3 separate regions of the Macaca mulatta genome follow, and regions 2 and 3 are each linked to region 1. Evidence: chromatin contacts called from public Hi-C data. All regions are on one chromosome and are shown on one strand. The core of a region is the stretch at or near the end of the contact, and the rest is flanking DNA. Distances in the headings are between cores, read along the strand shown. Region 1 holds the start of C1H1orf115 (chromosome 1 C1orf115 homolog). Region 2 holds the start of MTARC1 (mitochondrial amidoxime reducing component 1). Region 3 holds the start of MTARC2 (mitochondrial amidoxime reducing component 2).

Region 1 (3,062 bases), core at 315-2,814:
TGGGTTTAAGCGATTCTCCTCCTCAGCCTTCTGAGTAGTTGAGACTACAGGCACATGCCACCATGCCTGGCTAATTTTTGTATTTTTAGTAGAGACAGGGTTTCACTATGTTAGCCAGGCTGGTCTCGAACTCCTGACCTCGGGTGATCCACCCGCCTTGGTCTCCCAAAGTGCTGGGATTACAAGTGTGAGCCACCACACCCAGCCACACATTTTTACTTTTTTAGAAATATGGTAATGCTCAGAACTCCTAGCCTCAAGGGATCCTCCCACCACAGCCTCTGGAGTTGCTGGGATTACAGGTGAAAGTCACCATGCTGGCTCACATTGTAAGTTGGAATCACAAAACTAATTTCTTTTGCATCCTAGTGAACTAAATTGTCATAAACATTGTATGTGCTTATACCAACATATCCACATTATTCTTAAATTTAATCACAAACTTGAATGTTACAACATTAGCATAACTAACAATCTGTTATTTTATACTTAAATATTTTTTTGAGATGGGATCTCACTCTGTCAACCCCCTTTGGAGCGCAGTGGCACAATCATAGTTCACTGCAACCTCCACTTTCCAGGATCAAGTGATCCTCCTACCTCACTGGGACTACAGGTAAATTTTTGTATTTGTTTTTCTATTTATAGAGACGAGGTCTCCCTGTGTTGCCCAGGCTAGTCTCAAACTCCCAAGCTCAAGTGATCCTCCTGAATAGCTGGGATCACAGGTGCGCGCCACCACTCCTGGCTAATTTTTTGTATGTCTTTTGTTTGTTTGTTTCTTTTTGTTTTTTTGTGGAGACGGAGGTCTCACTATGTTGCCCAGGCTGTTCCCGAACTCCTGGGCTGAAGCTATCCCCCTGGCCTCTCAAAGTGCAGGGATTACAGGCGTAAGCCCCTGCTTCCGGCCCTTAATTCTACATTAGCCAGAATTCAAAGGCATTTACCCACTTAAGAAAATAGGGCACTCTCAGCTTGTTGAGATTCACAGTACACTGAGAATGCTTATCTCACAGAGAGATATTCCTGAAAAATCACGATTTTAATGACTGCGCCATATGCTGGCATGTCTGCACCAGAATTTCCTTTGCCTCTCCCTGTTGGTTTGCTCCACTTTTTCACTGAGTCAGACCGTTGAACACCGTGGACATACTGTCTTGCGTTTCCGAATATTTCCTAGAAGGATACGGACGTTTCCTGACTCACGATAAACATTTTCTGATCGTCTTTCCAAAACCTTGCCACCAGTTTGCACTCCCACGAATCCCGTTACCGTGACTATCTCGCCATACCCTCCCTAGCACTTAACGTGATCTCTAGTATCATTTACCATCGTTGCTAATTTGAACATGAGCAGATGGAGTCCTATTATTTGCGGTCATTAATTTCGCAGCAAGTGCAGTTGAAGGTGTTTTGCATGTTCATTGTGCAGTGCACGCTGTAGTCTGCACCCTTTGGCCGGCAGGTGGGATGCAGGGCGGGGCTGGCGGAGCGCACCCGCCGCCTGGCAGGCCAGTTCGGAGCGGAGTCGCCGCCATCCCGGGCCCCACGGCCAGGGGGCGCTGCGGCCCCCAATCCCCCGCCCCGTCCGGGCTGGGGCGGAGGAGCGGGCGGGGAGCAAAGGTTGGTGTCTCAGCGCTCGGACCTTCGCCAGAGGGGCCGCGGCATGATGACGGTGGGAGCTAGGCTCCGAAGCAAGGCGGAGAGCAGCCTCCTGCGCCGCGGGCCCCGAGGGCGAGGGAGGACCGAGGGGGACGAGGAGGCGGCCGCCATCCTGGAGCACCTGGAGTACGCCGACGAGGCGGAGGCGGCGGCCGAGAGCGGGGCGAGCGCGGCTGTCGAACGGGGCCCCGGGGCCCGGGGCGCGCGGAGGGTGCACTTCGCACACCTGCCCGAGCGCTACGAGCCCCTGGAGGAGCCGGCGCCGAGCGAGCAGCCCAAGAAGCGGTACCGGCGGAAGCTGAAGAAGTACGGCAAGGTAGGGGCCCTGCACCGCCACTGCCCGGAGGGCGCGGGTGTGGTGCCTCGCGGGGGAGCGGGAGCCGGGTCCTCACCGTCGACTCACCCAGTTTCTCCGGGCTACACCTGCGACCCCTTCCGCCCCCGCTCCCATTCCCTCGCGGGAGGCGAGCCGCGAGTTGCGAGTCGTGATAGAAACTTAAATCGGAGGTTGGGCTGGGTGGTCCCCTCTGTGCCTGCTATTGCGCCCCTGGCTGCTTAAGAACCTTTCTCAAGGGGCTCCCACCAAGGTGGTTCTTATGTAAGATCAGGAATCAGTGTCCCTGATTACAGATGGGAATACTGAAGCGTGAGCGCGGCAGGTGACTTGGAGAAGGTTGGCCCAGGTGGAAAGAAAGAAATTGCAACCCAGTGTATGTGTTTTCCAGTAACATCCTCTCCAGGATATCCCATTAGTCGAGAAATGTTTGGGTTATTCTCCCAGATATTCCCAAGGTTATTTCCAGGGCCTGAGAGCGCAACAAATACATAAATAAGCGCTTGTTGAATTTGTTTTTCTCGTCTAGCCAACCATCAGTGTACTACTCTGGGGCCTTCAAAACATTCTGCCATTTGTCTCGGGGAAATGGGGTTAGGAAGGGTGAATGTGGGAGAAAAGGACAGTTTCCTTCTCAGAAATCAAAGCCCAGATGCAGTTCCTAGGTGTCTCTGCCTGGAAGCACTCGAAGCTGCTGCCGGAAGCTCTCCTGGCCGGGACAAGGCCACCCAGAATAAAGTCACAGAAGTTACTGTGTCCTGGCCAAAGGCCATGGGCCTCATCTGATTTATTGTCCAGTTATCTGTGTCACCCAGTGCCCTCTTATACCTGAAGCCATTCAGTCTCCATACCTGGGAGCTTAGGTTTATCCTCTTTAAAGTTATGTCAGCAGCTTCTGGAGCAGAACACAGGCAGGGGTGAAACTATAAAGTTGGGTCTTTCTGGCTTAGAGCCCTGCTAGGACGAATCATCTGTGCTTTGGGTCCCAGTTGAGCACAAAGAAGCCATCGTGTCCCTCTCCACTGGTGAACTGATACTGCAGAAACCTCAGCTCAAGGACTAGGAC
Region 2 (3,062 bases), core at 202-2,701, 110 kb after region 1:
AGCAGGACAGATAAGTGTTCAGGCCAGTAAAGACAGAGCCTCCCTGAGCACGGAACTGCTCTGCAGTGAGTTGCCATCTGGAGGAGAGGGTTGTTCTTTTCTCTTGGCGAACTCCCGCTTCTCTCTTCCAAGGCACCCTTGCCCTGCATGGACAATTCTGGCTGAGTCTTGAAATGTACACTCCTGGCTCAGGGGACCATGGCTGAGCTGCGGATGACACAGGCTCTCGACCAAACTTCAGTCTCCTCTGAGCCCTTTTCTTCATGAGGCCTTGACCTTGCCACCCTACTCCCTGCAGAGCCCAGTTTAGCAAGAATCCTGCTTAGTCAGTTTCCAGAGTATTCTCCCATCCTTGATATCTGATCATCCTTGATATCTGCTCAGATTCCTCATCTGTCACCCTCAGTGTGTAAGTCCTTGCCTAGTTCAGTAGAATCCTGTTAAGTGGGTTTATCAAGAATCCTCTACACTTGATGTCTCCTCTTAGTGATTTTTCATTCACTGACCCCCAGGAACTTTGCTCTTTGGCTATAAACCCCCAGCAGTCTTCGCTGTAATACAGAGCTGAGCCTAATCTCTTTCCCCTATTGTGATGCCCCTGTTACAATAGCCGTGAATAGTCTTCCTTACCTTTTTAATAAGCGTTTGAGTAATTTTTTCCTTTGATAGCTTGGTACATCAAACAGGAGCCTGACTCCTAAACCATGCTGTTCGGGTGTGCTGATATTGTTGACTGGAATATAACCTGATTTGGAAGTGACAAGTGACTGAGGTGAGTGCCTGCAGGACCAGGTGACATTCCCTCCCGCCAGAAGCAGCCTGGGGACCTTGTGCAGTGCTGAACCTCTGAGCCAAGGCCTTGCCAATGCAGCTGCAGCTGAGGCTCCCCGCCGGGAGCGTAGAAGGCGCTCTCAGACGCCCATTGCCGCTCCGAACTGCCGCTGGGAGAACTCTGGCCTTGTCCCGCTGGCGCAGAGGGCCTGGTAGCATCCTCCTCCACCAGACCCCCACTCTTTGGAACCTCCCTAAACCCCGGGCAGCCTGCGGGGACGGCGGCCGCAGCAGAGAGCTGGACACTGCGCAGGCCAGGCAGGGCCAACCCGCTCTCTACTATTCCTGGGAGAAGCTGCTGCCCGCTGTCTGATTTTTAATTTCAAAATCACGCTTTGTCCTGCAAATGTTGTCTATTGTTTATTTTAGGTCAAATAACCCCATAAATACGTAAGTAAATAAACTGGTCACTTGCAGAGATCGTGGGGGAGGGCACGGCGCCCTGAGCTGCAGGCGACGGAAGGTTGCAGAAGCCATGGGGCGCAGACCAAGTGGAAGCTGAGCCGCCACCTCCCACTCCGCGCGCCGCCCCCCAAAAGGACGCACTGCTCTGATTGGCCCGGAAGGGTTTGGGAACTGCCCACCCTTTGGGCTCAGGGCCAAAGGCCGCACCTTCCCCCAGCTGCCCGGGGCTACCAGCGCGCTGCGGCCTTGCCGCCGGCACCTCGCGGAGAAGCCAGCCATGGGCGCCGCCGGTTCCTCCGCGCTGGCCGGCTTTGTCCTCCTCGCGCAGCCCCGGCCCGGGTGGCTCGGGGTCGCCGTGCTGGGACTGACCGCGGTGGCGCTGGGGGCTGTCGCCTGGCGCCGCGCATGGCCCACGCAGCGCCGGCGGCTGCTGCAGCAGGTGGGCACAGTGGCGCAGCTCTGGATCTACCCTGTGAAATCCTGCAAGGGGGTGCCAGTGAGCGAGGCCGAGTGCACGGCCATGGGGCTGCGCAGCGGCAACCTGCGGGACAGGTACGGCCGAGCGCGGGCGCGGGGCAGCGCTGATCCGCCTCGGGCAAGGGTCTGAGAAGGGAGGAGTGCAGGGGAGGTCTGCAGAGTCTGCTAACAGGTCCTTCCTCCTATTACAAAGAAACTGGGAGTTGGATGAGAAAAGGCCAAAGAGAAAAAGGAACCCTCAGCCCCCAGCATCAGATCCCGGGGCTCTGGGACTCTGAGCACATGGACCCGTTTTCCCGGGTTGGGCGGATTTCCACCTCTCACTGGCTCTTTGGCGTCATGTGCTCCTGCTGAGGTGTGGTATCGCTCCCAGGTGTCTGCCAGAGAGCAAACTTCTTAATCTCCATTTAGTGGAGGTGGCTAGCTTAAAGAGATTGGTTCCCAGTAGCTTTATTTTCAGTGACTTTCTTGAGATCTTGGGGAAAGCTGAAACTGTAGAGTCCAGCCCTCCAAGAGCGCACCAAGGCGGGGCTCATAATAGTAATGACTGCAGTTCAAGGAATACCTTCAGGCGCGGTGGCTCACGCTTGTAATCCCAGCACTTCGGGAGGCCGAGGCGGGTGGATCACCTGAGGTCAGGAGTTCGAGACCAGCCTGACCAACATGGTGAAACCCCATCTCTACTAAGGGAAAAAAAAAAAAATTAGCCGGGCATGGTGGCGCGCACCTGTAATCCCAGTTACTCAGGAGGCTGAGGCAGGAGAATCGCTTGAACCCGGGAGGTGGAGGTTGCAGTGAGCCAAGATTATGCCACTGCACTCCAGCCTGGGCGACAGAGGGAGACTAAGTTAAAAAAAAAAAAAAAAAAAAAAAAAAAAGGCGGGGGTGGCATTGCAGATGCTATTTTCCCCAATTGTCTCAAGCACCCTTGTGGATAAAGAAGCTGAGTTCAGAGCCACACAGCAGCGGAACCAGGACTCTTATTTTCTTTAGCACACTGGGGCTTTGTAAAGAGTGATCTTGTTAATGTTCTGTCTGGGTTCTGAGAGCTGCGTGGATTCCTGGGGTTCAGCAAAGGCTGCAAAACCCGGGAGCCGGCGGCTTTGTCCTCTTTAGGGTCTGGCTTCAGGCCAGCCCCGGGTCTCATTGTGAGGCTGCACTTGAAACTCCTTTCCAGAGAAGCCCTCGCAGCTCAGCAAGTAACACAGGACTCATGGGAGCTGTAACCTTTCTCCTACCAGCTCCCAAGACAGAGGGCAATTCATGACATAGTTGAAACGTTAGTGATACATGCATCTTTGCTTCAGGAAGAAAACCAAGGATCCTAAATATTCCATGTTTTGGGCCAG
Region 3 (3,062 bases), core at 154-2,653, 70 kb after region 1:
ATTCTGTTGGCCTGAGGCTTTTCCCTGGGTGGGGAGAGATTCAGGCCCTTTTTGTCTTTCATTTTTCACAAGGAACAGCCAAAGGGAGCCTGGCTCCTCTGGTTCTCCATCCCTCCCAGAGTCTCTTCCCACGCTCCAGAGGGCACCCCTTTCCCAGGGGGTGGCCAGCCCAGATTTGGTAGGTGGCCCACTGGTTGGCCTCCTTAAACTTTCCTAGAACTGTGCCACAGTTTAAGGGACAAACTTTTGAAAAACAAAAACAACCACAAAAAACTTGAAAGACTTCAAACCTTTATTTGTCTAAGAAAATCCACTGTTAACCCAACAGCTTGCTTGAATGGAGTTGTTAAAGATCAACAAAAGCTGGACATTAGTGAAAGCATGAAAACAGATTTGACTCAGTAACTACTTACAGTAGGAGAAAAAGCTGCTCATTCTCATTTGGCAGAGGAGACTGGGCGTTTTAAAGGGTGAAGGAGAGAGTAGGGAGGGGGAAACTAGCAGGGGCTCAAGTGAAAAATCACGAAGGGGTGGTCAGTATCAATGACCGGGCAGCTGTGCCTGGAGCTGGCAGTTATGAAGCTGGGATTGTACCATCCCACAGAGACTGGGGGACAGAGGCCTATCCTCCCCACGATTGCATTTCAAAGCAATGGCTTTCAGCTCCTTGAGAAAGACACTTCTGAGGTGTAGGCGATACATACACATCTCAAAACAACAGAGAAAGGAATACCCTAAAAAAGGGAGGTCAGAGGCCTTACCATCGGGTGTTGGCTAGAATAAACGGAAAATTCTCCTGGCTGCCTTGAGCTTTCTCGGGAAGACATTTTCCTGGGGTCGAGGTTAGAGGGCAGTGGAGAGTGGAGGACTTTGAGTCATACTCCTATAAGCCACGCTAGAGTTCCTCGTCTTTGAGTGCAGAGGTTTAGACTGTCTTTGTGTGCAGAAAGTCCTGCAGTTCTCACAGAGACCTGCCAGAAAAAGTCGTTCCCAAATGTTTGTAAATCCTCCGTTCTGCAACCCGCCTTCACGTTCTGCGGTGATCTTGTCGTGCGAGAAAACGCGCCATATTAGCAGAGAAGGGGGTGGCAGAGTGCTGGCGCTAAAGGTCACGCTGCACGGGTAACTGTCGCGGTGTAGGGGCGGGGAAGAGGGAGGAGACACTGACCACCCCGGAGCTCGCTGGCTTTGGACGTCGTCGTTCCCACAGCGCCCAGGGTACCCCAGTGGCTCTCTTCCTGTCTTCCCCCATTACCACGCAGGCTTTGTCACCGCATTAAGGCATTCCCGCTCTCCGCGGAACCGCTCTGCCATCTCGGCGGTGAAAGGGTGAGAGGGCCAGTGTTTGGGTCAACTTTGACTCCTCCCACCCGCCCGGATCCTTAAGGGCCTCCTCGTTCCCCCGGATCGTTAAGGGCCTCCTCGTCCTCCAGGGCTCCGGTCGCTGCGGGGTCTGTGCGCAGGTCCGCGACCGCCCTGTTTCTGCCATGGGCGCCTCCAGTTCCTCCGCGCTGGCCCGCCTCGGCCTCCCAGCCCAGGCCCGGCCCAGGTGGCTCGGGGTCGCGGTGCTGGGACTGGCCGCGGTGGCGCTGGGGGCTGTCGCCTGGCGCCGAGCATGGCCCAGGCGGCGCCGGCGGCTGCAGCAGGTGGGCACCGTGGCGAAGCTCTGGATCTATCCGGTGAAATCCTGCAAGGGGGTGCCGGTGAGCGAGGCGGAGTGCACGGCCATGGGGCTGCGCAGTGGCAACCTGCGGGACAGGTACGGCCCAGCGCGGGCGCGGGGCAGCGCGGAGCCTGCCTGGGATGAGGAGGGGGAGGCAGGTGGGGCCCGGCCTATCTGGGAAGGACTATAGAGGTTTGCCGCCTGAGTTTCTGGGCTGACTGTTGAGTCGTTGGTCGTTTAGCTGGGAAAGCCAAGTTCATGTCAGATTTATTTTTGGTGAAGTATGTAGGGGCAATCCCTTGCCCTTCCCTAGACGAGAGAGTCCTCCTCTGTAACAGGAGGGAGTCTGACCTGTATCTCCAAGCCTCCTTAGCTCTAAAGTTTGTGATTCTATCTTATTATACCAAAGTAGAAAAATAAAGCTATTGGCACTAGAAAGCAGCAAGAAGGAAACCAAATGTTGTTCAAGGGCATTGGCTTAGGCGTCGCTGGGCCTTGTTCCTCACATTTCTCCAATCCTGGGGGTGCCAGGGGGGCCTGATACACTTTGACTAAGGATGAGCAAGTGGCATGGGGACTCTGGGGCAGGGGTCCCTTACTTGCCATTAAGGGAATAGTGTCCCCCCTTCTCCCATAGGCAGAATTGTTCACAGCCTGGAACTTTGAGACTTTTGGGTCTGACACATAGACATTTCATACTTAGGATTAAGATGCCTTCTTCTTCTTCTTCTTTTTTTTTTTTTTTTTTTTAGACAGAATCTCACTTTGTGGCTCAGGCTGGAGTTCAGTCGCGCTATCTCAGCTCACTGCAACCTCCACCTCCCAGGTTCAGGCAATTCTCCTGCCTCTGCCTCCCAAGTAGCTGGGATTACAGGTGTACACCACCACACCTGGCTAATTTTTGTATTTTTAGTAGAAACGGGGTTTCACCATGTTGACCAGGCTGGTCTCAAACTCCTGACCTCAGGTGATCCACCTGCCTTGGCCTCCTAAAATGCTGGGATTACAGGTGTGAGCCACTGTGCCCAGCCAAGATGCCTTCTTATCTGGCTGAGATGGTTTAGCTGTGGCCTGTGTCCAAGGGGAGGGAGGTTTGCAAGTTGATCATTCAAGGATTCCTCTAGCAGAGAGCCATCTGCATCCCTGTGTTCACTCCAGCACACACAGATGCACTGTTTTCTGAAGACTGCTGCCTTCTTAAAGAAATGTGGGCTTCCATGGTATTGGAAAACTTCAGTGAGTCTTAGAGAAGTGTTGTGTACACAGACCATATGAATCATGGGAGGATTTTCATTCTCCCACCGCCACCCCAAATTTCTTATCCTGGAGAGCTTTTTCAACTACAATTTCTTGAGATTCCCATCCCAGGACTACTGAAGCAGAATCACCAAGAGTGGGG

What was found. A called contact is a pair of places that touch in the nucleus more often than the background predicts.
Region 2: a contact with region 1 is called in a Hi-C map of liver, with 4 times the contacts expected there. The contact joins the promoter of MTARC1 here to the promoter of C1H1orf115 in region 1. A contact is called at or near these places in 5 of 14 Hi-C or Micro-C datasets (cortical neurons, fetal cortex germinal zone, fetal cortical plate and 2 more).
Region 3: a contact with region 1 is called in a Hi-C map of liver, with 2.9 times the contacts expected there. The contact joins the promoter of MTARC2 here to the promoter of C1H1orf115 in region 1. A contact is called at or near these places in 2 of 14 Hi-C or Micro-C datasets (cortical neurons and liver).

Annotation. Positions count from the first base shown.
Region 1 is chr1:78,508,063-78,511,124 of T2T-MMU8v2.0, forward strand. C1H1orf115 (chromosome 1 C1orf115 homolog) reads left to right here and starts at 1,565. Exons shown (of 2, transcript XM_001102476.5): 1 at 1,565-1,978. The coding sequence starts at 1,667.
Region 2 is chr1:78,614,152-78,617,213 of T2T-MMU8v2.0, forward strand. MTARC1 (mitochondrial amidoxime reducing component 1) reads left to right here and starts at 1,452. Exons shown (of 7, transcript XM_015115809.3): 1 at 1,452-1,788. The coding sequence starts at 1,514.
Region 3 is chr1:78,577,757-78,580,818 of T2T-MMU8v2.0, forward strand. MTARC2 (mitochondrial amidoxime reducing component 2) reads left to right here and starts at 1,404. Exons shown (of 8, transcript NM_001257477.1): 1 at 1,404-1,759. The coding sequence starts at 1,488. It overlaps LOC114680575 (a long non-coding RNA gene), which reads right to left and starts at 1,098. Exons shown (of 2, transcript XR_003732788.2): 1 at 762-1,098.